Linked DNA regions of Mus musculus: all the other regions are linked to region 2. A link is a contact called in public promoter capture Hi-C data. All regions are on one chromosome and are shown on one strand. The core of a region is the stretch at or near the end of the contact, and the rest is flanking DNA. Distances in the headings are between cores, read along the strand shown. Region 1 holds the start of Acsf2 (acyl-CoA synthetase family member 2). Region 2 holds the start of Abcc3 (ATP-binding cassette, sub-family C (CFTR/MRP), member 3). Region 3 holds the start of Chad (chondroadherin). Region 4 holds the start of Mycbpap (MYCBP associated protein).

Region 1 (6,900 bases), core at 1,701-4,200, 210 kb before region 2:
AGATATGTGCCACACCCAGCCTTATTTATTTACTGAAACAAAGTCTCAGTATGTACTCCAGGTTGGCTTGGAAGTGGCTGGGGATTCTGCCTGTAGGTGCAGCTGACACCTTAGTTTATTATATTTTACTTATTGTTATCTTTTCGCTCTTGTTTTTTGTTATTATCATTGTTGTTGTGTGTGTGTATATGGTGCTGGGCATTAAACACAGGGCTCTCAACATGCTAGACAAGTTCTCTATAATTTTTAGTTTAAAAAAGATTTATTTTATGTATTTGAGTACACTGTAGCTGTACTGATGGTTGTGAGCCACCATGTGGTTGCTGGGATTTGAACTCAGGACCTTAAGAGCAGTCAGTGCTCTTAACCACTGAGCTATCTCTCCAGCCCCACTTTTTTTTTTTTCAGTACCGGGTTTCTCTATGTAGACCAGGCTTGCCTTGAACTCAGAGATCTGCCTGTCAACTAAAGGTGGGTGTGTGCTGCCATGCCAGCTTACCTTTTATTTTGAGACAGCATCTTTCTAATTGCCCAAGCAGGCCTTGACCTTTTAATCTTCCTGCTTCAATCTCTCTAAAGTAGCTGGTATTATATATCTATCTATCATCAGGCCTGCAACACAAAATTTATAAGACTATTGGCCTCTACCTTCTTCCTTCTCCTCCACCACCCCCTTTATCATTTCAGCTAAGACAATTTCTATGGCTAGAGGCATTATACTTGTTTCACTGTGATTAGATTTTTTGGACACAGGAGAACATGTTGACAGATTTATAATCTCAGCACTTTGGAGCAGGAGGCAGGAGGATCAGGAGTTCAAGACCAACATCAGTTACTTAGTAAGTTTGAAGCCAGCCTGGGCTTCATGATACCTTGTCTCCAAAAAATAGCAACAGTAGGAGCCCAGGAGATGGTTCGGTGGGTAAGGGTGCTTCCTGCCAAGCGTAATGACCTGAGTTCAATCCCTGGACTCACACAGTGTAAGGAGAGACCAACTTCAACAAGTTGTCTTCTGATCTCCATTGTGTGCACGTATGGTGTGCACGAACAAATCACATAAGATTGGCCACAGTGGTGCAAGTCTGTAATTCCAGAAGACAAAAGGAGGCAGGAGGATCAAAGTTCAAGGTCATGCTAAGATTTATACAGATGAGGTCAGCCTGAGCTATATGAGACCCTGTCTCAAAAAAAAAAAAAAAAAAAGCTACTTCATGTTGACATTAGAGCCCCTTTCTCTGTCTGTCTGTCTGTCTGTCTGTCTCTTTTTTTTCTCCCTAGGGTGGCCACAGACTCCCTGTGTAGCTGAAGATGACTTTGAGTTCCTGATTCTCCTACCTTTATTGCCCTGGCTGGAATCATGCAGGTCTATGAGTCCATTTCTGAGTCAGAGAAACAAGGGGAAGGCGATAAAGGCTTCCCCAGGCTAGCCCATAGGACAGGCAGAATGGCTTATCTTCCCTTCCCCCCAAGACTCACTCAGAGACTAGTCAGGAAGAGAAAGGGTCCCGGGGACCAGAATGTACCCTTCACTTTGCCAGGACAATTATTTATCTAGAAGGAATCAACGATTTGTCCAGGGTCATCCACCAAGCCTTCAAGGCAGGGCTTGGCTCCTGAACTTGGGATACCAGTCAGCACCCTTCACTCCCTGGGCCTGGCTGTCTGAAACCACTGTATACATTTGATTTGGAGGGCATCATGCCGTTTCAAGCCCAGCTTTTCAAAGTCTCTCCTCTTGACTTGTTCTCCAACGGAACACAGATTCTTTCCAAAAAGCTGTCAGAGGGAGAGGGAGAGGGAGAGAAAGAGAGAGATATCTGGTCACTCTGGAGATCAGAGAAGGAGTAGCTGTATTAGTCATGACCCCAGCTGAACCAGATCAAGGCAAAGGTTCACCAGGCTAACCTCCACCCTCCGCCAACTGTTCCTCTGCCTGGCTTTCTTCATTCCAAGTCAGGAGAAGGGAAGCCACCCGGCCGGGGGCCTTTCTTCTCTTCTTTCCCAGATCGTTCAGGACAACGAGGAGCTAGAAAGTGGAGGACTAGTGTACTCATCTTTGGACACCCAGCGCACAGCCTGAGCACTCACCTCTTGTAGATCTTGTCACCCATCCTCCTTGGATGACGTTAGAATACATTCCTAAGGGCACAGCTAGAGGGTTGAGTCACAAAGTCAGGGTCCTTTGGAGCCTAGGGGAGCAGCTGAGGAAATTGTGTTTAAGGCTTCAGGCTAGAGCAGAAAGAGGGAAGGTAGGATACAACAGACGCGTCCCTGATGCCACCTAATCTTGTCTACCTGGTACTCTTCTCAGAGTCGTGGGGAGGATGCAAGGTCGAAGTAAAGCTGACTCTTAGCCTCTGGCCAGACTAGCACCTTGGTCCCCGGAGGTCTCCGAATACAGAGGGGTTTACCCATCAGAGCGGTAGGTCCCAACTACCTTTCCTCTCCCCAGAGGCCCTCTGCTCCAGTTGGCAGGCCTCAGGGGCACTCGGGGCAGATTCCTTTGGCCTGTAGCTCAGCACCCAGGAAGTCCCCACGTGACCCAAGCCCTACTGGGCACGTGGGACCAACCAGTCCAGGCATTGTCATCTGGCTCTATATAGACTGTTGATTGTTTTCCCGTTTATGAAACTCTTAGGCCCTCCAAAGTTAGAGTGATGATTGCAGGAAGGCCCTGTATTGTGCTGCAGAGCCGGTCTTGGGAGCCCCGGGAGGGGGAGGGGGGACAAGGGCGGGACTTCGAGGGCGGGCTTGAAGGGCTGCAGTTCCCACGCAAAGGTGGCCAGGACCGAGTCGCCACTTCCCGGCCTCTCCTCGCCCCGCCCCGCCCCGCCCCGCGGGGACCCAGTCCTCCTCACCCCATAGGCAGAGCGACCCTCCCGCCTCCCCGTCCGCTTCTTAATTACCCTCGCCTCGTTCACTTTCAAAGTTTACTCCCGGCCCGGACCCGCGGCGGAAGCGAGCCATGGCTGTCTATCACGGGATGCTGCGCTTCGGGAGGCTGTGTATCGCGAGCCTGGGGGCGCGGGGCCCCCGGACGCTGCTCTCTCGCCCTCGGCCGAACTCGAAGTTGCAGAGTGTCCGCGCTCTCAGGTACCCCGAGCAGCATTCCGAAAAGAGAGGGGGCTGGGCAGTCCCGAGAAGGGAACTTGGGAGTTCTGCAGTGCTTGGCAGGGGCTGACCCCACTCTGGGTAGCCCTCACACACACTACCCTACCACCTAGGCAAAGGGAAAAGCCAGGCCTGCCCGGGATCTGGGGCTGCTGCTCATAGCCACAGGAGTCCCAGGCTGAGTTCAAATTCTAGTTCAGAATTCTGTATGCGTCCCATGTGGTACACAGAGCCAGGAGTGGAGGCTTTTTAACAGTACACCCGAGGAATAGAGCTGAATACTGCTAGGGCATTCTCTCAGCTGTATTAACTCCCGTGAAAAATGTGGGGACCGTTTGGGGGTCCACAGGGCACTGAGTATAACAGATCTTTCCTTCCTTTGTTTTCTTTTCCTTCCTTCTTTTCCTCCACCACCTCCTCTACTTTTTGGAGCAGGGTTCTCTCTGTAGCTGTGGTTGTCCTGAAACTCGCTCTGTACACCAGGCTAGCCTTGAAATCACAGAGATCTGCCTGACTCTGCCTTCTGAGTGCAGAGACTAAAGACCTGTACCACCACTGCCCGGCTTCCTTCCTCCTTTCAGTCATTACCACTTCTGGGCCCATTTTTTCATCTGTCTTCAGTGCAAGATCTGGGAAAGGGGTTGGCAGGAGAGAGTTGGCTGAATAAATCTAATATGACCAGACACGGAGGGGACTGCAGGAGCTTGCTGGGGAAAGGCCAAGCTGGGAGAGTTGGCTGTGCAACAAGGTGAATGGTGGTATCCTCTGCGTCCAGTAGGTATGCACATCGCCTATCCTGCTCTACCGCACGGAAGGGCAAACTACTAAGCCTGTTGTCCGTATTATTGTGCAGGCTGTGGTCTTGGAAAGGAATAGTGGAGGCACGGCAGAAAGAGGAATATGTCTCAGAAAACACTACTAAGTTTAAAAGACACTACTAAGGCCGATGAGAGTAGTGGTGTGTACCTTTAAGGCAGAGCCAGGGTTTCTGAGTTCAAGGCCAGCTTGGCCTATGAAGTAAATTCCAGGACAGTTGGGGCTAAACAGATAAACCCTGTGCACCCAATCAAAAGACAGCCCCCCTGAGAAGAAGTTGGACGGACAAGTTGGAAGATGTCTTTTTGGCTGGAACTCTCAGGTTCTGAGAGCTAAGTGCCTTCTGAGAATTAAGAAACAAACTGGTGTGTGTGTGTGTGTGTGTGTGTGTGTGTGTGTGTGTGTGTGTGTATGTATGTATGTATGTGAATTAGCACTCTAACACTGATGTTAGTACATGTTCAGCTCCTGTGAAGTGCTTTAACATCCCTCTGCCTTCTTTCCTGAGGAGACCTAGGGGCTCATGGCTCCATGCACATGTGATTTTTGTTTTTGTTTTTCCTTCCTTCCTTCCTTCCTTCCTTCCTTCCTTCCTTCCTTTCTTTCTTTCTTTCCTTCTTTCTTTCTTTTCTTTCTTTCTTTTGGGGGAGGTTTTTTCGAGACAGAGTTTCTCTGTGTAGCCCTGGCTGTCCTGGAACTCACTCTGTAGACCAGGCTGGCCTTGAACTCAGAAATCCACCTTCCTCTGCCTCCCAAGTGCTGGGATTAAAGGCGTGCGCCACCACGCCCGGCTGTTTGTTTTTTAATATGAGTACACTGCAGCTGTCTTCAGACACACACCAAAAGAGTGCATCGGATCCCATTATAGGTGGTTGTGAGCCACCATATGGTTGCTGGGATTTGAACTCAGGACCTCTGGCAGAGCTGTCGGTGCTCTTAACCGCTGAGCCATCTCTCCAGCCCTCACTTGTGTTTTAAGTGCAGGTGAAGGCAACTGATAAATGTGTTTTCCTTTATCTCTCTCTACCTTACCATTTTGAGGTAGGGTACTGAGCCTGGGACCCATTGATTCTGCTAGGATGGCTAGCCAGTGAGTTCTAGGGATTTTTTCTTCTCTGTCCCCCAGCCCCTAGCACTGAGAAGTTACAGGTGGCTGAGCCATGGTGCCAAGCTTTTGTGTGAAAGTTGGGGATCCAGCTGGGTGTGGTGGCGCATGCCTTTAATCCCAGCACTCGGGAGGCAGAGGCAGGCAGATTTCTGAGTTCGAGGCCAGCCTGGTCTACAAAGTGAGTTCCAGGACAGCCAGGACTACACAGAGAAATCCTGTCTCGAAAAAAAAAAAAAAAAAAAAAAAAGAAAAGAAAAGAAAGAAAGAAAGAAAAGAAAAAGAAAAGAAAGTTGGGGATCCGAACTCAGTTCCTTCTGACTGTACCGCAGTCGCTTTACTGATTGAGCCACTACCCTAACCCCAACATTTGTGATCTTTGGCATTTTTCTGTGTAAACAAAGCAGGTCACTTACTGCCCTCAGGCCTGTGATCTCTGAGGGCTTCAGTGTCAGGCCTCAGAGAAACTATGTCCAGAAGAGACCTATTTATCAAGAGAGAGAGAGAGAAGGAGAGAAATATTTTCTGAGTATCTGGCCCAACTTCTTTCCATTCCTCTCATATTTGCATCCTTCCTGGCTGGCTTTCATCCTTCCAAACGAAGTATCCGGTTTGTCCCCTACTCTCCCCTGCAGAAGCCTCCATCTTAGGTTTCTCAAATATTCAGCACAGGTCTCTGAGGGCATTGACCTAGCCCTCAGAGGTCAAGCACCTAGGCCCATAGGACTCAGACCCAAACTGGTGGGAGGATGAAGAGAATCGGGGAGCGGGCACTAGATGGTGCTCCAGGCATGGTGGTGTGGGAAGCTGTTGTCCTCCACCCTCTGATTAGGATACAGGCAGGCTTTGCTGCTGCTGCCCAGCACACCGAGTCCATATTTGGGTTTTCTTTTGTGTTTTTGAGGCAGGGTCTTGGTGTGTAACCTGGGCTGTCCTGCAACTTGAAGCTATTAATCTTATTGTCTCAGCCTCTGAAGCTGTGAAATTGCAGGCATGGATCACCATGCTGGTTTTGCTGAACTGGAAAGAACAAGAATTGGAAGCTAGCTTGTCTTGAGATACACCCCTGGCTGCTCTACACAGAGAGCAGAGTTAATGGCCAAGGGGCATGTTACCTAATCTCTGAGTGTGGTTAGTTTGTTGCTAATGCAGTCTTATTGATGGTGGAGAGGCAGAAGCTGGTACTATTGTTTTCAGCCTTTCCTTTGAGGTGGGACTGACCCTCGTTAGTTAAGATTTAGACTTGATCTGGACCTTAGCAGCTCCATCAAAGGGCAGGTGTGTGAACCAGCCCCCACCCCACCCCTGACTCCAACCTCTACTACTGACAACTGGGTCCCTGTAGAATGGCCTCGGCGGGGAAGCCTGCAACGTGGGTACCTGAACCCTAAGTATTTCAGACTAGAAATGTCTCCTAACAGCTGGGTGGTGGGGGTGGCTTGTGTCTTTAAGTCCAGCATTCAGGAGGCAGAGGCAGATGGATCTCTGAATTCAAGGGCAGCCTGGTCTACAGAGCAAGTGCCAGGACAGCGAGGGGCTGTTACACGTTGAAAGTCTGCCTCGAAAAAGAATAAAACCCACCACCACCACCACCACCACCTCCACCTCCACCTCCACCTCCACCACCACCACCATAACAACAGCAACAAGACCCAAAATCAAAGGGTCTCCCACCAACCTCATCATTATCTTCCTTCTCTTTCTCTGTCTTTCTTTCATTCTCTCTTTCTCTCTTTTATTTTGGTGGTACCAGGAATCAAACTCAGAATCTTGTTATGCAAGTGCCACCCTCTACTCACTTGTTTTGTAGGAAGAGTTTGTTACACTCAAATGAAGACTCACATGTGTGTTCTCTTTGTACTCATAAA
Region 2 (7,108 bases), core at 426-2,925:
CCAGAGACATGAGGAGCCTGTCACGGTTACATAGGGTACTATAGATACTACCTGAGGCATGGAGGGGAGGTAGGCATGACTGCTGGCTGCTTTGAGGACCTTCCAGAGTCTTCACACAGAAGTGTAACCAAGGGCACGCTGACAAGTTACGGAAGCTCCACGAAGTCTTCTGTACAGAGGTTGGAGGAAGACAGGATGGGAGAGAAAGGGGCAGAGGGAGGAGAGAAATCGAACAGGTGACTAACTGTCCCACCCCCACTCTACTAGCTTCTCCCTAATCTGGCTTCCAGTACTTCGTGCCTGCCCAGAGGGGTAACGGATGGTCTACACTGTCCTACCGGGTCCCTCCAACGCCTTCAGGAGGCTAAAAATACCCTGTCCTGACTGGGAAACAAATGCCAACCACACACACACACACACACACACACACACACACACACCAAGAGCTTGCAGATAGAGACAGGGGTAAATTAGACCAAGAGGATTTCTGCTCACTCCAGAGAGGTGTGGGTGAGTTGGGATCGTATCAGGGAAGAGAGAGAAGGAGGGGAACCCAGCGTAGCCAAGCTGGGAAGGCCATTTTACAGACTGACAATGTGGAGGCTCAGCGTTAAGACACGGGTGCACGCCTTTAATCCCAGCCCTTGGGAGGCACAGGCAAGCAGGTCTCTGAGGTCGAGGCCAGCTTGGTCTACAGAGTGAGTTCAAGGGTAGCCAAGGCTATTCAGAGAAACTCTGTCTTAAACAAACAAAAAAACATAACAGTGAGCCGGGTGTGGTGGCACTCGCCTTTAATCCCAGCACTTGGGAGGCAGAGGCAGGTGGATTTCTGAGCTCGAGGCCAGCCTGGTCTACAAAGTGATTTCCAGGGCAGCCAGGGCTACACAGAGAAACCCTGTGGTTTCTCGAAAAGCCAAAAAAAAAAAAAAAAAAAAAAAAAAAAAAAAAAAAGCCATGACAGCAACAACAAAGGGTCAAGGTGTTAGTGAGGGATTTTCCTGAGGCCTCACTAGAATTAACCTAGGTTGGGTATTACATGTAGTCCATGCGGGTTATAGTTTGTTTTGTTTTGTTTTGTTTTTTCTGTTGAATCCTCAGAAAACTCAGTGTGAAGGATTCTATTATGGTGATCCATACTTCACCAGTGCAAAAGTGGGGAAGAGAAGTGCCCTGGGCAAGACACGGGAGCCACAGAACCTGAGAAGGCAGCAACTTAAGGGGACCACAGGGAAGTCATACACCCATCTATTTGGTACTAGGACCAACTTCATGCCCCACTCCCCTGCTGTACACATGTGCATAGACACATCACATAAATGTGCTGGTCTCAGTTCTCTGGTAACGTATGAAGAAAGAGACTAGGCTCACGAGCACTTCACATACTATAGACAATGATCTCCTATTTATATATAAAGCCAGAAATGACCCTACCTTTAGAAAGGACTTCTTTTACAGTGAGACTCATTCTCACGTCCATCAGCTTCGGGGTCTATAAGCTCAGGGACTAGTACAGTCAATTAATTACCCATCCTTACTCTACTGTCCCTTTCTTACATTATCCTTTAGGTACCAGCACTTTTACCAAGGCTGTGTTGCAATCGCTGGGGACAGGGAGAACTTGACCCAGAGGGCCTGAGGGCGGGGCGGGGAGGAGTGCCTATGGAGCAGGGAGTCAGAGGCGGTTCCGGGGCAGATCTGCTGGGGCTGAGCTGAACTGAGATTCCAAGTCCTGCGGTGCACCAGAGCCACATGGACCGCCTGTGCGGCTCCGGAGAGCTGGGCTCCAAGTTCTGGGTAAGAAGCGTCTCTTGGTATCCGTGCTACGGAGGAAGTAGGTGTCAACCGTGGGATGTCTGGTCTCTCGCCCCAACACAGCCTTCCGGAGGACGCACCTCCGGAGTGCGGAGTGCGGGAGCAGCAGCTGATGCCCTGGAAAGGCGGATGTGCATAGTCAGACCTGGGAGGGTCTAAGCTCCAAAGGGGGAAGAATGGGCGCAGAAGGATGTATAGCCACGGCTGTGCCTTGACCTACCGCGGGGAGAAGCTAGGCAGAAAGGAGGCTCCTGGAATCTGTAGTTGCAGGGCGCCAAGAATAGGGAAGCTCAGGCGCTTGCCTGTTGGTGTAAGTCTCTCTGTCTGGTGGATCCCAGGGACTTTTTGCGTTTTGCATAGAAGAACACTTTGTATTTTGCCTGCATCCCTAATGAATGAATCCACCCGACCCCACCTCCACTGGACCCGACCCAGTAACTGTGCCTTGGTTGTTCATCCAATCTTCCTTGCCTATACCCTAGGGCATCCAGAGCCCTGATCCGTCAGGACTTGGTACAGCTAGACCTTCCAGGCCCTGTTTTGGGAGGCTACTGTTTCTGTGAGCAAGATCCACCTGCAGGTCTGTGAGGAGACCCTATCTACACCCAGGACATATGAGAGAGAGAGAGGAGAGAGGAGAGAGAGAGAGAGGAGAGAGAGAGGAGAGGAGAGGAGAGGAGAGGAGAGGAGAGGAGAGGAGAGGAGAGGAGAGGAGAGGAGAGGAGAGGAGAGGAGAGGAGAGGAGAGGAGAGGAGAGGAGAGGGAGAACTGAGGTGTCCAAGCCCAAACCTTTCCATTGATAGATAAGGGAAATGGGGGTCTAGAGAGGTAAGGAATTGTGCCAAAACACCAATTCCACGAAACCAGATAAAAATAAAGTAAGTTAAAGCAGGTCTTTTGTACTGGGGTTATAGCTCAGGGGCGTGGCGCTTGCCTGATATGCAGGAGACTGGGCTCAAAACACAGTACCGTGAGGGTATGGTATGTGCGCACGCGCACAAGCTCAGTGCAGAAAGGTAACTTTCTGTGTCTCTCCTCAAATCCTTGTATCAGTCATCTTAAGCGTCTGAAGTGTGTGCAGCCTCAGCACTTGTTCCTCCACCAGGCAAAGCAACTGGGGACACAATCTCAGCCTCACAGGCAGAGTGTGACACGGGGCTACTTTCTCATTACCCAGGGGTTGCCCGCCCTTGTCTGGTTTCAAATCTAGAATCCGAATCCCAGTCTGTGTTTCTTCCATGACGAGTATTTGTGTATATGCATCCGGTGTGTGCAGATGTGCGTGTGCAGGGATGCGGGTGAGCTGTTTTGCACAAACGTGTGCTGTGTGTCTGTGTGTGAACAGGCATGTGAAAGTCAAGAGCCACACTCCAGTGTTGTCATTTAAGGTATCTCGGACTGGGCTGGGCACAAAGTGTAACATGGACTTGAGAGAAGTGAAAGGTCCTGAGTTCTCCTCCGCTTCCAGCCTCGCAATGCCAAGAAGCTGAATGTGGCTGCACAGCCTGTCATCCAGTATTTAGGAGCTGGAAATAGAACCAGAAATTCCAGGTTATCCTTGGCTACAGGGCAAGTACCAAGGCCAGCCTGAGACACATGAGACTTCATTTCCAAACAAACAACAAAAAGAAAAAATTAAAAGTGCTTCTTGGAGACTATCCTTTTCCTTTGGGTCACTAACTGGTTCTAGCTCAAACCATGAGGAGTGCCCCCATCATCTAGACTGGAGTGGCCACTCTCCTCTGAGGTCCAGAGGGAATACACTGGCGTATGGGCGAGCTTCTCTTCTCTGCTCACTTGGACTTGCCAGGCGTGACTGTGGCATGGTAATGATCACAGTGACTAGGCAAAAAAAAAAAAAAAAAAAAAAAGGTGATAAACAGGAGGAAGGGTGTGCCAAGTTTCAGGTGCAACCTTCCTGGTCGTCAATGAAGCCTTGAGTAATTAGAACTTCCCAAGGCATTGCGCCCCAGAGGCTGGAGATAGAAACCTGTCCGAAGTCAGGGATATGCAACACAGGGGCTTAGCTAAACCAATCTTTCAAGGTAGAGACTTGGGGTGACACCTGGCTGGTATAGCAGTGGCAAGATCACCATTTTGTTCCAGAGTACTGGACTAAGATTGGCCCGTGTCATAGTGCCAATCTTCCCACGTCTGGCTGCACTTTTGAGCCTCAGGCACCCCAGCCCTGGAACATAGTACTGTGCCTGAGGCTATGTGGGTTGGATCTCATCTCTACTGTGGCCCTTTGGAGTGGGGGTTGTCTCTATGCTTCGATGTCTTCAATGATGGGGGGCACGGGGGTGGGAGGGGGAACCGACTACACCTCTGCCCATCCCAGACTGAAATGATCCTCCAGGTGATCTTGGCTTCTAAAGACCATTACTGGTTGCACTTGTCAGTGGCTTCATGTTGGGGTGTGAGAAAGCAGCAAGCTTTGCATAGTTCAGCCCTGGGGAGTGAGGGGGGTGTTGCAGAGCTAAGATGTGGAAGGGTCTCCGGTTAGGAGGCTGAAGCCTAAGCTACAGCTCAGTTACTCAAAAGGCTGACTTTCTGGGTTACTCTTTTTTTTTTTTTTTTGTATGCTACTTTGCATCTCATTTGCATCATATATAATTCAGCTATACCTTTGAACCTTAGGAGCCGTGGTGAGGAGTAACTGGGAGTAGCCAGGGAAAAACCAAACAGAGAAGAAAAGGGACTGGGCCCCTTGTTTACTTAGACTTTCCCTAGCTTCTGATGGCCTTTCTTCACCTGTGAGATGAGGAAATGAGCCACCTGCTGCTTACCTTGCAAGATTTTTATGGTGATCAAATGAAATAGAGAATGTGAAATTAAGTTGAGAAGCAAGAAGCTCTGTTGGCAGGCCCAGCTAATCCTGTTGACTGGTGGGAAGACAGCGAGGAATGAGGTCAGACTGCCATGTGTTTAAAGCCATGGTCCTTCGAGCAAAGAGTTGGCAGGCTGCTGGGACAGAGGCTCGGCTCCAGCAGGAGAGCAGGAAGCTAATGCCTGCTACAGTTTCAGCCTCAGTCCCCCTATGAGTGTCAATCTGGGGACTTGTGATCCTGTAGACACACCTACACCTGTATGTTCACACGCACCACATGCTAGGTGCCATGACATGTCTCCTTCACACTCCCTGTCCCCATCTCTTTGGGCATATTATCAACATCTCAGAGTACACCTTAAATTTGTGTGAAAAGAAGCTCCGAAAGAAGTAGTCCAGAGGAAGACTCTGTCTCAAAGAACAAACAGGACATGGTAGCACATGCTTATGATATCATACTTGCGAGGTAGAGGCAGGAGAATCAGAACAGGATAGCCCCTAGCTATGCAGCAAATTTGAGGTCAGCCTAGATTACATGAGATCCTATCTCAAAAACAAAGCCTGGCAGTGTTAGCACACGCTTTTAATCCTAGCACTCTGGAGGCAGAGGCAGATGGATCTCTGTGAGTTCGAGACCAGCCTGATCTACAGAGTGGGTTCCAAGCCAGCTAGAGTTACACAGAGGAAACCCTGTCTGGAAAACAAAACAAACGAGCACATCCAAAAATTGGAGAGAGAGTTCAGATGCAAGAGATCAAGGACAGAGGAGGTTGGAAATTCTCTCTGTTCTGATTGGCTACCCCATGCCCCCAGAGGACCACTGTTTGTTTTGGGACAGGTTAGACAGACCTCACTGGGGTGAAGGGAGTGCATAGAAAGGCCTGGACTGTTGGTTCTCAAAAAGTTTAGTCTGTTTGCATAACTAAGCTTGATCCCAGACTCTCGCATAGGAAGCCAAAGGCTCACTTTGCGTGTATACAGAATTATCCAGACTGCCTAAAAAGTAGTTGGCACTTGAGATGTACAAGTACCCACTTCGTGGGAAGAAAACCCAAGCAAGGACAGCAGATGGTCCTCACTCCGGATTCTGTGAGTTAGGGACGAGGGACATTTTAGTCAATGGTGATTTTTCCAGTTCCTCTTTTCTGATTCCTGGACCCTTCCATTCCTGGCCTTCTCATTGTCCCAGACTTAAGTCTACTTGGCAGCAGCTCTTGGTCCCATGGGTTTTATAGGGGTCAAGCCCATATGGAAAAGATAATTATCCTGCCACCTAAGGAGGGACTTAAGCGCCGGTACCTTGAAGACCCATTTCCATGGCTCCTTCTTTGGTTCATCTCGATTCTGTCATTGATGTGAGGAAGTCACTCAACTTCTTTGAGTCTAGCTGAGCTTAGGTGGTTTGGGGGGGGGGGGTTGGGGAGAGCATTCAGGTCTGCAGCTGCCTGGTGACGATTCCGGGAGGATGAGCTTGTGGTCCAGGGCCGTAAATAAGGTGCTCTAAACATTAGGGCTATAGGTATTATAGATTCCAAGGTTTCCTATTAGATTGTTGCCCAACACATGTAGGCACAGCAATGGACAAGGTTCAAGTTTCGATGCATCTGGGCTCCCATATGAAAACAATGTCATGCAAAGATGCTGGGAACAGGATGGCTGCTGAATGGACAGGTGGGTGGAAGATGCCCACTTGTAAGCCTGCTAGATACCATCTCCTTCCAGGGACCTAATCTTCCCTGCCAGGACAGGGACCTGGAAAACCCTTTTCATTAAAGCTGGAGATCTCGAACCTCAGGCTTATTAGTTTTGGTCTCTGAGTTCTTGGCTTCTAGGTGGGAGATTTGGTTCCTTGTGGTCCTAGACCGTCTCCTCCTGTTCCCTGGGCCTGAGCTAAAGGGAGAAACTTAGGAAAGGAAGTGAGTCAGGGATGTAACCTGAGAGAGGAAGCTTTGCCAAACGGACTGACTTCCCCTCCCCACCTCACTCTCCCAAATGGTCTTATTGCCACACCTGCAATCCCAGTACTCAGAAAGCTGGAGCAGAAAGATCGCCCTGAGGCTGAGGCTATCCCTGGCCATAGATGGTAAGATCTTGTTTCAAAACAACCAAGGGGCTAAAGACGCAGCTTAGTTGGAGGAGTGCTGGCCAAGCATTCATGAAGCTGGTGTTTGATTATAAGCACCACACCTATAAATCCTGGCACTTGGCATTCGGAGGCAGGAGGATCAGGAATTCAAGGTCTTTCTTAGAAATATACTTACTTTGAGGTCAACCTGGTCTATATAAGAACTATCTAACAAAACAAACAGGGGCTAGAGAGATGCTCCCGTGGTTACGAATGCTTATTGCTCTTCCAAAGGACTGGAACTCAATACTCAGAGCTCATGTTAAGTGGCTCATGACCGCCTAACTAGCTGCAGGGAATCCAACTTCTGGCCTTCTCGGGTACCTGCAGTCTCATGCACT
Region 3 (7,028 bases), core at 2,701-5,200, 170 kb before region 2:
GCCTGAAATTCTTTCTGGCAATCAGGGTGGGTCAGGGGCCTGATGTTTGTTTCCAAATGGCAGGGACAGAGGGAACCGAGGAAGGTGGTAATAACGTGGTCATCCCAATGACCACTGCGCTTTAGCTCCGATGGACAGAGGGTAGGAGGTTCTACAATAGCTTCTCTCAAAGGAGCCATGGCAGAGCCCAGACACAGTGGCTGGGGAGGGATTCTGTGTCTTTCCTAGGACCCCACTGGGTGGAGCTGGGATGGTGATAGAGAGCCCAGTGCCCCTGCCAGGATGTACCTAGGTGGGGGCGGGGGCGGGGCAGCGCTGTGCATCCGCAGAGGCTGTAGGAGAAGGTGTGGATAATGGGAGGGAACGTCAGTAGTCTCTCCAGCGGAAGGCAGTCGCCAGGACTGGCTGGATCAGGACCTATAGTGAGAGAAGATGGGTATTAGGATTCCAGTCACCCAGAGTCATTAAAGGGACCCATGGACGTCCTAGGCCAAGCCATGGGAGAGGTTATCCTGTCCTCCCTCCTTTTCTTGTAAGACAGGGAACTGATTGCTCCTCCGGAGGTGGTGTCATGGGATATAGCAGCACCCCATCTGGAATTTCCAAAGGTAGACCGTGGTGGCCTCCCTACCCAGCCCCCACCTGTTTAATGGCGGCCAGCTTTCTTGGACCTCTTGGTCGGGGATTTGCAGCTGCGAAGGGCATCTGTGTCACGAATCCGCTGACCCTTGAACTTGGCTGGCGAGGAGCAGGTAGCATCCGGTCGAGAAGCCTTGGCTTCCAACCACCTACAGAGACAAAGAGTTGCTGGGCTTGGAAAAGCTGGGTGGGAAGGCTTGGGAAAGGGACAGTGACCGGGATGGACTATGGCCATAGAAATATCTGGAGTTGTCATCTTCATTTGACAAATGAGAGAAGGGAACCACTCAGTACCCGACATGCTAGGTAGCTGACTAGGATGTCCAGGCTGTCCTACTCTAGGACCGTCTGTCATGTGGACGGCAGTCTGGGGGTTATATGGAGGAATATTCTCACCGCCGAAGGCCACGGAGCTGGCAGGTGCATTTCCATGGGTTGTTGGTGAGAGTGAGGGTCTCCAGGTTGTCAAAGGGGAAGGAGGAAGGCAGTTGGTTCAGGCGGTTGTTGTCCAGATGGACGTGTTTCAGTGTGGTCACACCCGAGAAGGCAGCATCTGAGAACTGTGAGGTGAGGGAGGCAGAGTGAGCACCTCAACTCAGTCTCCTGGCTCCCTTCTCAGAGGACCAGGGTTGTCTTTCCCTGGACACACGCCCTGGCCTGTTGAGGAGCCACAATGATGTCATCCTCCACAACACCTTTTTTTGAGAGAGAGAGAGAGAGGGAAGGGGTCCTTCCCAATGTGTAAACGGAAAAGGTTCAGTCCTTTGGACAGGGTCACCTAGCTAGTAAACAGTAGCTGCAGGACCACACCCTGTCCCCCACCTCCTAGGCAGCACCCTCCCTGCACAAACACTGGGTCTGGGGAGCAGGCAGAGCTTGGCTTTGAGTGCCCGGGCGGGCACACGGTGAACCTGGTCAGTGTTTGGTGGGATGGGCAGTGTGCCTGGGGCGGGCACACGGTGAACCTGGTCAGGGTTTGGTGGGATGGGCAGTGAGCCCAGGCTCCCCACAGCCCCCTGGTCCCAGGATTTCCCCCAGTGGTGTCCTCATTGCTCTGCCTTCTGCTAGATGCTATTTGTGGAGCTCTCTGTGGGCACTTTGGCCAGGATGGATGGCTCCAGAGGAAATGTATTGGTGCCCTCCTCTGAGCCTTGGTGCCAGTTTCTCTCTGGCCTCCTCATTCTTTTTTTTTTTCTTTTTTCTTTTTGGTTTTTGTGAGACAGGGTTTCTCTGTGTAGTCCTGGCTGTCCTGGAACTCACTCTGTAGACCAGGCTGGCCTCGAACTTAGAAATTCGCCTGCCTTTGCCTCCCAGGTACTGGGATTGAAGGCGTGCGCTACCACGCCCGGCTTTGGCCTCCTCATTCTAAATCAGCCTTCGTATGCTGTTCTACTGGCCACTGTTTTGTCACTAGGGTGGTCTACATTTAGCTGGGGTGAGGCCAGGCTAAAGAAGATCCACCCAGAAGGCTCCATCTACCTAGATAAGGTTGGCCTTCTGTCCTCAGCTCCGTATCTGTGACCTCTCACAGACCAGATTGGGCTGTGACGTTCTCTACAAACAAAACTACTCTACCTCGCTCTGGTCTCTGCCCGAACCTTCTGGCTGAAACTGTGTTGTGTACCAGGGTGATTCCCTGAAAAGGACTTTGCTCCTAGACAGCCCCGACCAGGCTAGCCTGAGCATCCCAAGGGAGGAAGAATTGAGGAGTCTGGGATCTGGTGACTGGGGAAAGCAAAAGTCAACAAACTGTCTGCTGGACAGTGAGACAGTCAGTCTGTGCTCTGAGGAGACACTTGGGGGGGCGTGTGCCAGGGATTGCATGTGTTTATTCACGGGCTGCAAGAGCACCAAGCCAGCAACTCGGTGAAGCCAAGTCAGGTCTCCGTGTCTTGGTTTCCCGTCCTTATTTGAAATCGACCCGAGGTTGCAATAAAATTGAGTGTGTTTCGACCCACGGAGGGAATGGGACGAGGGTGTGGGAGAGTTCTCCTTAAGGTACCTGCTCCCCAATTCATCCTCTGGCCTCTCACTTTACCTTAGCAACACAGGCCAGCACCCACTGGGAACAGGCACTCTTTGTGTTCTCTCAGCTTCTGGAAGGTGCCTCAGTAGACAAACCTTCCTTTATGAAATGGTAGGCTTGCAGGAGACTGGTAAGAGAGGGGTGGAAAGTCCAACAGGAAGAGGTGTCTGCTGTTAACCGTGGGGTCTGGGGCAGATGCCTCCCCAGAGGCCATTTGTGGGACCAGAACAGTTCCATCTCTTACAAGGAGTCCCAAGAGAGCCCTGCTGAGAAGCCTCGGGACCAGGTAAGGGTGAGAAGGATGGGGAGGGGTGTGTGTCAATGCAGAGAGAAGTGGCAAAGGCCCCTTGCTTTGGAGGATAATCTGAGTGACAAGGAGTCCAGGAGGAGGGAATGCTGTCCCGATGTGGTCCTGGGGTGGCATCCTAGAAAGAGCCGGGAGAACTGCAGCTGGGGCACTTACCTTCTCCAGGTTGGTGTTATCCAGCCAGAGGGTCTCCAGATATCTACCGAAGGACTGGAAGGCATTGTCTGGGATGCTCTTCAGAGGGTTGTGAGACAGCTTCAGCTCCTCCACCACCCGAAGTTTGCTCAGGGCGGCTGAGGGGTAGCTAGACAGCTGGTTCTTGTCCAGGTGGAACTTGGCTAGGTTCTCCACATCATCCAGGGAACCAGGCTGCAGGGAACTGAGGGCATTTTCTGACAGGTAGAGCCAGCGCAGGTCCTTGGCCCCCTGGAAAGCTCCAGCACGCAGCTCTCGGATTTTGTTGTTGTTGAGTTGCAAGATGAAGAGGTTGACCAGAGGAGAGAGCAACCCCCGGGGCAGTTCCGACACTTTGTTGTGGTCTAGATAGAGGTAAGTGAGTTCAGTCAGGTCGTCGAAGGCTCCAGCTCGCAATACCCGGATGTCGTTGTGGGACAGGTACAGGTAGATAAGCTGCTTCAGGCCTCGGAAGGCACCAGCCGCCACCTCGCGGATGTTGCAGTGTTGCAGGTGCAGGGAGACCAGGTTCGGCATGGTCCGAAACGAGTTGGCAGCCAGCACCGGGAAGTTGTTGCGCTGGAGATTGAGCAGTTTGGTTGTCTCTGATACCTTGGGGATCTTCTGCAGCCCCACCTTGTCGCAGATGACATGCTGCAGATCTCCATGGCAGTGGCAGTTTTGGGGGCAGGCGGCTAGCGCAGGCAGGAGGATGGCAAGAAAGACCAGACTGAATAAGAGCGCGCGGGCCATGGTTGGAACGCCTTGAGCCTGGGCTGGGGGCTAAGGCAGCGACAAGTCCTCGACTCTCGGGTCTCCCGGCCCATTTATAGGGCAGCCTTGACCGCAGTTGGCAGCGGAGCCAGCTACTACGTGGAGCACCGAAGCCACTGATTTAACCCCTTCCCGCCCAGAGATGCGTCCCCATCCTCGATGGCTGGGGGCCTCTTTTCACAGCAGGAGACCGTGTGTAGGGCTGAGGGCCCTTCCCCTGAACCCCAACCCCTTGGTTCCTGTTTGCAAACATTATGCTGCACCTTCCCCTACCCTCCTCTATCTGGACCAACACCCCGAGGTGGGGTGGACGGTGATAGGTGTGTCGAGGGGCCTCTGAATTTCCACTGGGCAGAGGGAAGTGTTCCCAGAACTTATTTATTTGCTCAAGTTTGAGTTCTCTACGTCTCCCTCCCCCATACACCCTTGGCAGACAGGTCACCCTGGACTCCGGGAGGGAGGAAGTGGGGCCCGACAGCCGGATGCGTCTCACCGCGGTCGGCCAGCCGGCGGCGCTTTAATGGGACTGTTGTGCGGCGCAGGCGGAGCGTGAGAGCTGCTGTGGGTTGGGCTCCCGCTTCTGGGTTCCTCAGTTTATCCCAAGGAGGTGGGGGAGCTGGTTGCAGAGGCTAGCTGACAGCCGTGCGTTTGGCTCTGCCCCTTCTCGGAGCCCAGTGGCACCAGGCCCGTAAGAGCTCCGGATTGTGGGCTTATTCACGACCCCTCTCTTAGCTCTGGGCTTCCTGTTCCCTGTCCTTTGTACCCTCATTCCCCTTTCTAGGGCTGAAGGCCACACAGAAATGTGGGAACTGGTGTGTGTGGGGAGTGAACCACAGGACTGACTGGCAACACACCTGGAGACCACAGGCCGCTGAACAAGCATGGTTGCACAGTCTCCTTCTTAATCTCCCCCAAATATCCTCATCTCCGGATCCTCCCCTCACCGGTGGTTAGGACCCACCCCTAAGGGGGGTCTCAGAGTGGCAGCCTAGTGGCGCCAATGTGTACTTGGCAGAGGCCATAGCTGGGCAATGACCCCAGGACTGTGTGAGCTGGTGGGAAGTGGGGTGTTGGCTACAGGCAACCAACCCTGGCTAGCCAGATGCTAGGTTGTGGGCAGCCCCGCCCTGGTGGACCAGGCTTCTGTTCACTTGCCAGCCACAGTGTCTGGAGTCCTGTGGAGAAGGGAGGGTGAGCAGGCAGGTTACAGCTTTGGCCCAGGGTGAGCTCTGGGTTGCTTGGCCAGAGATGGCTTCTGTTTTTGGGAGGTGGTGGAGGAGACCACAACTACGCCAGAACCACACCACCTGATGGTGTGCGGGCATGGAGGCCACCAACAGAGAGCTGGTAGAGGACAAGGTATCTAGACCTTCTCATGACACTCAATACATAGATGTAGGATTTGGACTCCAAGCCTGCACTTCCCATAAGCCCTTCTTATTCCTTGTCGCTAGAATGGGGTGTGTGGGGGTCATTCTTGGCCTAGAATGTTCTCTGATGGTATTTAGGCTGGCTGCTAGTTTTCCTGATGCACAGGATGTTCTAACCACTGGAGGTTGCAGGGGTAGGTGTGTGTGTGTGTGTGTGTGTGTGTGTGTGCGCGCGCACATGCATGCCACAGGCCTTTTAAATTCATGCTCTGGCTATATTTTTGTTTTAATGAAAATAAACACACAGTATCATCTCCAGAGCTTGTAGGGCACCCACCCTAAGGCCAGGCACTTGTCCCAGGTTGGAGGGGAGTGGTGTCTGTGTGTCTGTACCACTCCCAGCTCAATCCCAAGCCAGGCTGCCTTTCTCATCAAGTTTATGAGGCCTTTGGCTAAGAAGAGAGAGAGGGAGGCTGTTGTGGCCTGAAATCAAGACGGAAGGACCAAAGCAACCTGGAGATGGAGAGAGCAGCCATGGGTATCAGTGATGCCAGAAGCCACAGGCATCACAGGGCAGTGTCGGAACCTTGGCCATGAGAGGACTGGCTTCTAGTCTCAATTTGGTTTCAGACCAGGGGCCCTGCAGAGAGCTGCACTTCTGGCTTCTGACCTCTGGCTCTTGTCCCCTCGCTTACCTCAGTCCTTACTGTTCAGCTACCTAGGGTAGGTCACCCCAGCCCTCCTCTGTCCCTCACTTCCCTTCAAGCCGTCTTTTTTGGCCCCTCTAGGTTGTTTATGGAACCACAGAGAACAGTCCCGTGACCTTCATGAACTTTCCCGAGGACACCCTGGAGCAGAAGGCTGGTAGTGTGGGCAGAATTATGCCTCACACGGAGGTGAGCCCCCGACGGATGCCCTCAGAGCCCACCTCCCACCGCGTGAGGACAGTTAGGACTTTCCATCAGACATCTAAACAGCTCACTCAAATACAGAAGGCCCCAGTGCTGGGGGCTTGCTGGACCTGGCCCGGCTCTGTGGGCTGAAGCAGGGAGAGCTGGCCGGGGGTGGGGGGTGGGGTGGGGTGGGGAGCTGGGACAGCAGCCCTGAGCAGCAGCCAGCCGAACCTCTCCTCAGCCACCCTTCCTGTCTGAGGTGTGTTTTTGCCAAGCCCACTGTCTGTCTTGGGCAGCTAGGCCAGTCTCAAAAAGGAGCCAGAACACAGGGAATTTTTTCCTCTTATGTAGCTGCCCCTGCCTCTCATTCTTCTTTGGTCTGAGCATGGATTCTTCTTTTCCCAAGGTGTATATCCCTTGAAGGTCCCTTACACTTCAAAGGCCCCAGAATACTCCTCAGTCTCAGACTCCTAGCTGTGACTCCTCTCTGGCTCCAACCGTGTAGCTTTATTCAGATCTTACTTAGTTTCTGTGCCTCTCTGGGGCAACTTAGAGGATGCCCATGCACTGGTTCTCCACAGCATCTCAGCCACCCTCTTTGGGATGTACCCTGAGGTTTGTCAGAGAGACAGCCTTCTTCCCATCCCTCAAGGGCAGACATGGAAGTACCCAGACCCACCTTCCCTCGGCACATTGGCCATGGCTCTTGGCCTGCTAGGATTTTGGGTTCTCCCTGTTCTGATCACGTGACGCTGCGGTCATCTTCAGCTTCTTTGTTGCCTTGTGGGAAAAGAGGGGAGACAGTGGCCTTCCCTTCTACATGGTTTTTTTTTTTTTAAAGATTT
Region 4 (6,708 bases), core at 2,362-4,861, 130 kb before region 2:
CCAGGGCTACACAGTGAAACGCTGTCTTGAAAAACCAAACCAAACCAAACCTTAAAAATAAACGTGAAGATGAATGAGTTAAAAACAGACAGACAGACAGACAGACAGACAGACAGACAAACAAGGAAACGATTCCTAATGCTGTTCTGCTACACTCATGGATAGGTACTTAGCCCCGTCTGTCATCAGAGCGGCTTCCTCTGGAAGCTGACAATCCTGAAGGCAAATGTTAAGTGGAGAGAGAGCCCAGTCTCCATCAGCCTCTTCCATCAGGTCTCTCCCCTGGGAAAGAGGGAGAGGAGGAATTGTGGGGAGTTGAGGCCACCGGGAGAGCATGGTTCTCAGAATCATCTAAGCCTCACAAAGACTGGAGCAGCTATCATGGAGCCTGCGTGGGTCTGTGCTAGGTCCTCTGCATCGATGTTATGTTTGTTGGATTGGGCATTTTTTTTATAATTTTAATATTTGTGGGAGGACTCTGGATAGTGGGAGTATCTCTGACTCCTTTGCTTGCTCTTGGGACCCCTTCATCTAGCCTTGCTGTGAGGGTTTGTGCCTGATATTATTGTGTCTTGTTGTGCTGTGTTTGATTGATGCCCCTGGGAGGCTTGCTCTTTCTGGGGAGAAGTTGATCTGATGTTAAGGGGAGGTAGGGGGAACTGGGAGGAATGGAGGGTGGGGAAGCTATACAGTTGGGATGTATGGTATGAGAGAAGAATTTAAAAAGAGAAGAAAAGAAAAGAAAAGAAAAGAAAAGAAGAGATAGTTTACAAAGCAAGTTTAGAACCTAACAGACTTAAAAACTGTTTAAATAAATGAATATGCAGATGAGTGCATAATCAAAATGTGGTATTCAATTGAACATTGTTCAGACATGAAAATGGAGGAACCGTGTGTTAATCAAAACAAGAGCAAACAGCCTGTGGCTTATACACAATATCCAGAATAGGCCAACCATATGGCCAGTCTGTAGTTGCTAGGGCCTGGAAGAGAAGAGAATGAGTGGTAGGTACAAACTTTCTTCTGAAGAGTGAAAAATATTTTAGAACCAGATGCAGTGATGGTCACTAAATGCTGCCAAGCTGTGCAGGTTAAAATGGCAAATTGTATCATCACCCCTGTTCGGTCACATTAAAGAAAGTCAAATGTACATTTCCAATGGGAAGAGTTTTAACTTTGACCAGGTTCTCAAAAAGTTAAGAAGCCCTGGTCTGGTCCAACGCTTTCCTGAGGCAGAGGCAGGGAGACCCATAACAAAGGGCGGTCACTTGGGCTGGTGGGTGAGCCGCCAGGTTGCCTACCTGCCTGACCATGCACCCTGCCTCCCCTTGCCCTTTGATCCCACTGAACTGCCCCAGCTGGGCTACCCATGAGCCATGTAACTCCACAAACTTAAAAGGCCTTCTGGGAGCTGGGTGAAGATTGGAGTAACAAGAATGTTTGATTTTCTCTTGAGGACTCCCAAGCATCTTGAGAGCAGGAGGAGGCATGTCTTACCTTTCCCCATTTTGCACAGGGCTCCTAAGTAATGGTGTGTTCCTTGGGAGTGAATGGCCCCATCTCCCTTTGGAGGGTACTCGGTCAACTGCGTCTGAGGACTATTCTTTATCCAGAAGACATTCTGGGTTGGCCTAGACTGTTAGATCTGTACGAATTTGAGGTGCTCTTAGCTAACACGTTCATATTTTTTTAAAAGTTATTTCATTCTTTTTGAGATAGATAGGGTCACACTGTGTTAGCTAGGGTGCCCTGGAACTCACTATATAGCCTAGGGTGGCCTCAAACTCACTACTCTCTTGCCTCTCCCTCGCCAGTGTTATTCCAGACATGCATGGGCAGTCTTTTAACTGACAAGTAATGATTGCTTATGTTTATAGGGTACACGTGATGTTTTGATACCCTCCCCTTTCATCCCTCATTAGCTTTACAGAAAATGTGTATGAGCCCTCAACACTGAGACCCATTCTCAGAAATTTCTGTTGGTTCCTGCCCGCTCTGTTTCTTACAGATTAATGCACAATGAAGATAGTTAGGAATGCACAAATCCTCCCTTCTAGAACACTCCCTAGTCCCAAGTTATGAGAAAAAGACACACACGGAAGAGTGTTTGCCAGAAATGCTAACCACAGCAAAATCCGTATACCAGTCACTTTAACCAACTCAGACACGGGTTGTTTTTGCCTCCTTTCCTTTTCCTCTTTTGCTCTTTTTTTTTCTTTTTTCTTGACATGGTTTTATATAGCCCACACTGGTCTAAAATCCTCTGTGTAGCACCGGATGACCTTGAACTTCTAATCCTCTTGCCTTTATCTCCCAAGTGGGAGGTCTTCTTTAGATCCACACTAGTCTACTGCTCTCACCACCCTGAGCAAGAGATAAGATGTAGAACCCACCACATTCCGGAAGGGCTATTTTTGTTTTTAAGCATTGCACAATTGAAGTGACTACCTGCCTGGTACCTACATACCTTCCCTTGACAAACCATACCAGCTAGGGACTAGCTCAATGACAGAACACTTGCCTAGTGTGTACAAGGCCCTGAGTTCAATTTCCAGTGTTGGAAAACAGAACCAAACAAAGTTTCATTTACCCATGCTTGGAGATGCAGCACATCTGTAGGCTCACTGTTGGGAGTTAGATAGAAGGATCTGGATTAACCCCTGCCTTAGCTGTAGTAGTAAAGTCTGAGGATAACATGGGTTAAAAGAAATATCTTTAAAAAGAAAAGGAGAAAAACAAAAACCATGAGCCCTCCTCGGGGAGGTTGTCACGTAGCCTGCCGTTTTGCTGCTAGAAGCTCTTTCCTTCTCCACAACTCAGTCTGTCATTCATGCACACCACATTTCTCAAAGAAACAGTAGCTCCAACGCGCACTCCCTAACCCCCCATACCTCATTTTCATAACCTGTCCCTTGGAGGACACAGGTGACAGAGCATCTCCCTGGAGTGTCCTAAATGCCGCCCCAAGTGTCCCTGAAGTGAACTGAACCAGAGATGCTGTGAGTGTGACTGAGAAGGGAGGCTGCCCTTGGAGCATGTGTCCAGTCACAGGGAGCGAGGTCGAGAGGAGTTTGTAGTAGTCCTGGAGAGGGATCCAACCTCAGAAACAAACCTGATAATTTCTGAATGCTTTAGAGCTCTGGGTAAAAATGAATAAAGGAAGGAAGGAATGACGTGGATACACTTAGAAATGTGAGGTAACGGGAAAGTACATCTTCACGAGAACCAAAGGCAGCATGTCTATGCAAAGACCCCAAATCTGGTAAAAGTCTGACTGGCCTAGGAAGTGATGGCTGATTAGTGGGCAGGGCAGATGACAGGCCGGTGGAGGCGGAGTCTGGGGCACTTAAACTAGGAAAAGTAGTCAATGCATGGTCAGCCTGGTGTGAGATGAGCGTGCCGGAAGCCTGAAGACTGGTCAGCAAGCGGTGACCCAGAGCAGAAACATCTGGGGAGTCTAGGTGGGAGATCCTATGGCGGCCGAGGTTGCTACTGTCCCCATTCCAGTCACTCAGCTTCGGCCAGTTCCTACAGCAACCCTTTGTCAGGCCCAGTCGATGACGCCTTGGCGCTCTTTAGCGCCTCCTGTGACGTCAAGAGTCTGACCGGGGCATTCTCGGGGTCTGCGAACAAGCCTAAGGAGCCGCTTGCGGTGCAGGAGCGCGTCATGATGAAGAAGATTACTGAAAGGCAGTCCCCGCTCAAGTTGCTCGGTGGGTGCGCGCCCCCTGCGCGTGGCGCTGGTTGCTATGGACGCTACGGCGGCCGCTTGAGGGCGGGATCGCGGCGGGGGCTGCCGCGCTGCGCAGTCATCTTAGGGGCGGGGAGCACAGGGCCAAGGCAGGTAACCCCGGACGGCACCATGAAGGCCATCAAGAAGGAATCCCGTCTCAAAATGCCAACCAGCAAGATCCTGGAGAACGCAGAGAGCGTCAAAGGTTGGCCCTGGAGGCCTTGGGTGCTCAGGAAAAAACAAAACAAAACATACAGGGATGCTTGGGAAGGGATTAGGACGCAACAGATACCAGGGAGGGTCACTGTAGCCTTGGAGTACAAAACATGGGCAGAAATCTCAGAAGGGAGGCACAGGGTCCTGATGTTTGGTGGAGGTAACATGGCAAGTGAGGTACTAAGAGAGAGCTTCCGGGGTCAGTGGCAGGGGACAAGCCTTGGGACAGGAGGAGTAAGAGAGCTCCAACTCAAATCATATATTAGGGTGGTACAGGTGGCAGACTCCTGGGATGAGATGCCCAAGAACCAGGGAGCACCTGATGAGGTTCTTGGGAATTGAAGCAGGGGCCACCTAAGAGTCTTGGGGGGGGGGGGAATCCACAAGTAAAAATAACACCCAAAACTCTTAACTCCATTGGTTTCAGAGTGCTATTTATGTCTTACCACTTGGCCTTTCTAGCCTTGTGACAGATATCTAGTTTAACGTGAACTACCGTGATTGTTTCCATTGGCAACCACTCCCCTTTTTGAAAATTTCCAGCTGGGGATGGAACCCAGGGTCCCTGTGTATGCTAAGCAAGCATTCTGCTACTGAGGTATCCCTTGCTCTGTTTTTTATTTATGGAGGTCTGTCCTGTGCAGACACTGGTTGACACTGGGATTGTGATTCCAACCCTCAAGAAACACAATCAAGACCAGGAGGAATAGCAACAAACTTAGCAAACCAAATATGGACACCTATGGAAGTTATGGGTGCTCAGAGAGAGCTTCTGAACTAGGCCTCAGTTGGTAGACTTAGAGGGAAGGGTTTTCTGCAGTAGATGGCATTAAAGAAAAAGATAACTTAAAAAAGAAAAAAAAAAAAAAAAAAGGAAGGGCTTGCTTTCCTGGGCTCAGAGAGCAGTGCGAATTCATGGATCAAAGAGCATAGGATCCAGAGAACTCAGTGCAGCTAGGCAGGGGCCAGACCATGAAAGGGCTTCCCAAGCAAAGTCAGAAAGTCTTGGTGTGTGACCTTGCAGGCCCTGAGGGGACCCAGCCTCCTAGCGCTGGTACAGCACACAGTGAGGAGAGGGCAGGCCTAGAGTCAGTAGAATCCCCTTGGGAGGCTCAGAGAACTAACAAGATTCTAGTGGGTTTTTTTGTTTTGTTTTGTTTTGGTTTGGTTTTTTTTGATTTGTCTTTCTTTTATGTCTCTTCATAGTATAAAAAGCTGGTGCTGTTTCATGACATACTTTTAGTAGTTGAGAGAGAGAGAGAGAGAGAGAGAGAGAGAGAGAGAGAGAGAGAGAAGAGAGAGAGAAATCAGTTTCCTTTCCCAAGGGCAGCCAAGGGCTCTCCTGGCCATTGCCTCGTGCTCACCTACTTTCAGGGCGATCTTAATCAGATTTGAACTTTCTGCTGTAAACAGATCAAGGAAGGATTTTTTTCCACCGAGTGTTTGTTTTTAATAAGGCAAGGATTCCGTTTGTTAAATAGGCTTTGAGTTAAAAGCATACACCAGAGTGAGGAGGGAAAAAAAATTAAAATGTTTAACATGCAAGGTCCCTTGAACTTTTGGGAGGTAGCGTGCCTGCCTCCCCAGTGTCACATGTCCAGCCCACAAGCATGATCTTTTAGCCTTGTGCTGTGTGTCTCTGAGTCTCTGATCTGTGAGCTTTAGAAAGGCAACATTGATTAAACATGTCTAGGAACCTGTTTAAGCGGCCTGAACTCCCCACTGAGTCCTGTGGCTCTCCTTGGCCTTGTTGCTAAGCAACCAGTAAATCAGATGCCCCTGGACCCCAAGACTCCAAGGACAGCTCTGCTCTTCCTGCCTTGGTTCCCCCAGCTCAACCCTGAAGTCGGTTTCTCAAAGATTTTCAGCTGAGGAACATTTGTGTAAGAAGTAGGAAAAAAACCAGATCCCATCTCTACCCTGTCTGTTACTCCCCCTCTTCCTGACCCCTTAACAACAACTCTTGCCTAAGCTCCAACAGAAGTATCACCTGACTGTCCCATTCAAAGGGGCTGTGTCTGACCCCCTCAGCTGTCAGGACAGAGAAATGTTCACCAACAACCCTGTTCAGCTTGCGTTTCCAGAACAAAGCACATGGGCCTCAGGTTCAGTGTGGCCCTCCTTTAGCCTGTGTGGTCCTCCAGGACACTGGAGCTTCCCTCCACCTGAGGACTGGCCCTTCCTGACTGGTCTGCCTCCAGTCTGTCTATCTCAGTCACTGGATTGGTCATTCTGAAATGCCACTCTGAACACTCCACTCTCCTGTACTAGGGGTCATGTGCCTGATCTAGACTTCATTTCATATCCATTATGAAGATTATACATATATATGGTACTCAGTGAATTATCATCTCTGGCATAAACTTAATATATATATATATTATATACATATAACTATATATGTATATATACATATATATGTATATATATATATACATGCTTTTTACTGTTTGAAAATGAAATCATTTTTATATGTATATATTTATATATATGTATATATATATAGTTTATATATATATATATATATATATATATATATACATATATATATACATATACACACATATATACACACCTGCCACATTCAGCCTTGCTCATGCCACAGCCTTACCCGCAACACCACTGTCTGCAGATCCACCTCTGCAAAGCATTTGTCTCCTTCCAGCTCCTCCAGGCAGGGAAGCTGTCACTGCGCCGCTATCCTGAGAACTTTCTTTTGGGTCTTCAACTCTGTTGATTGGCATGGTGGTTCTTTGAAC

What was found. Capture Hi-C pulls out chosen DNA fragments and counts their contacts.
Region 1: a promoter capture Hi-C map of liver shows a contact between it and region 2. The contact joins the promoter of Acsf2 here to the promoter of Abcc3 in region 2. A contact is called at or near these places in 6 of 39 promoter capture datasets (the 3T3-L1 cell line, HPC-7-derived erythroid cells, embryonic stem cells and 3 more), 1 of 484 Hi-C or Micro-C datasets (liver), 4 of 115 datasets of contacts at active chromatin or transcription factors (bone marrow-derived macrophages, embryonic stem cells, memory CD8 T cells and 1 more) and 3 of 9 other capture datasets (adipose tissue, liver and pancreatic islet).
Region 3: a promoter capture Hi-C map of adipose tissue shows a contact between it and region 2. The contact joins the promoter of Chad here to the promoter of Abcc3 in region 2. A contact is called at or near these places in 4 of 39 promoter capture datasets (hippocampal neurons, liver and second pharyngeal arch cranial neural crest), 2 of 115 datasets of contacts at active chromatin or transcription factors (bone marrow-derived macrophages and pancreatic cancer cells) and 3 of 9 other capture datasets (adipose tissue, liver and pancreatic islet).
Region 4: a contact with region 2 is called in a promoter capture Hi-C map of adipose tissue. The contact joins the promoter of Mycbpap here to the promoter of Abcc3 in region 2. A contact is called at or near these places in 2 of 39 promoter capture datasets (embryonic stem cells and neural stem cells), 1 of 15 datasets of contacts at CTCF or cohesin (the NIH/3T3 cell line), 2 of 484 Hi-C or Micro-C datasets (the AML12 cell line and nephron progenitors), 8 of 115 datasets of contacts at active chromatin or transcription factors (bone marrow-derived dendritic cells, bone marrow-derived macrophages, effector CD8 T cells and 3 more) and 4 of 9 other capture datasets (adipose tissue, embryonic stem cells, liver and 1 more).

The regions. Positions count from the first base shown.
Region 1 is chr11:94,597,836-94,604,735 of GRCm38.p6, reverse strand. It overlaps Acsf2 (acyl-CoA synthetase family member 2), which reads left to right and starts at 2,950. Exons shown (of 16, transcript NM_153807.2): 1 at 2,950-3,093. The coding sequence starts at 2,966.
Region 2 is chr11:94,387,557-94,394,664 of GRCm38.p6, reverse strand. Abcc3 (ATP-binding cassette, sub-family C (CFTR/MRP), member 3) reads left to right here and starts at 1,675. Exons shown (of 31, transcript NM_001363187.1): 1 at 1,675-1,794. The coding sequence starts at 1,750.
Region 3 is chr11:94,561,969-94,568,996 of GRCm38.p6, reverse strand. Chad (chondroadherin) reads right to left here and starts at 3,950. Exons shown (of 4, transcript NM_007689.5): 1 at 3,129-3,950; 2 at 1,036-1,199; 3 at 643-788; 4 at 1-417. The coding sequence starts at 3,899. The coding sequence ends at 647. Acsf2 (acyl-CoA synthetase family member 2) reads left to right here. Exons shown (of 16, transcript NM_153807.2): 11 at 6,079-6,186.
Region 4 is chr11:94,518,405-94,525,112 of GRCm38.p6, reverse strand. It overlaps Mycbpap (MYCBP associated protein), which reads left to right and starts at 3,611. Exons shown (of 19, transcript NM_170671.2): 1 at 3,611-3,713. The coding sequence starts at 3,668.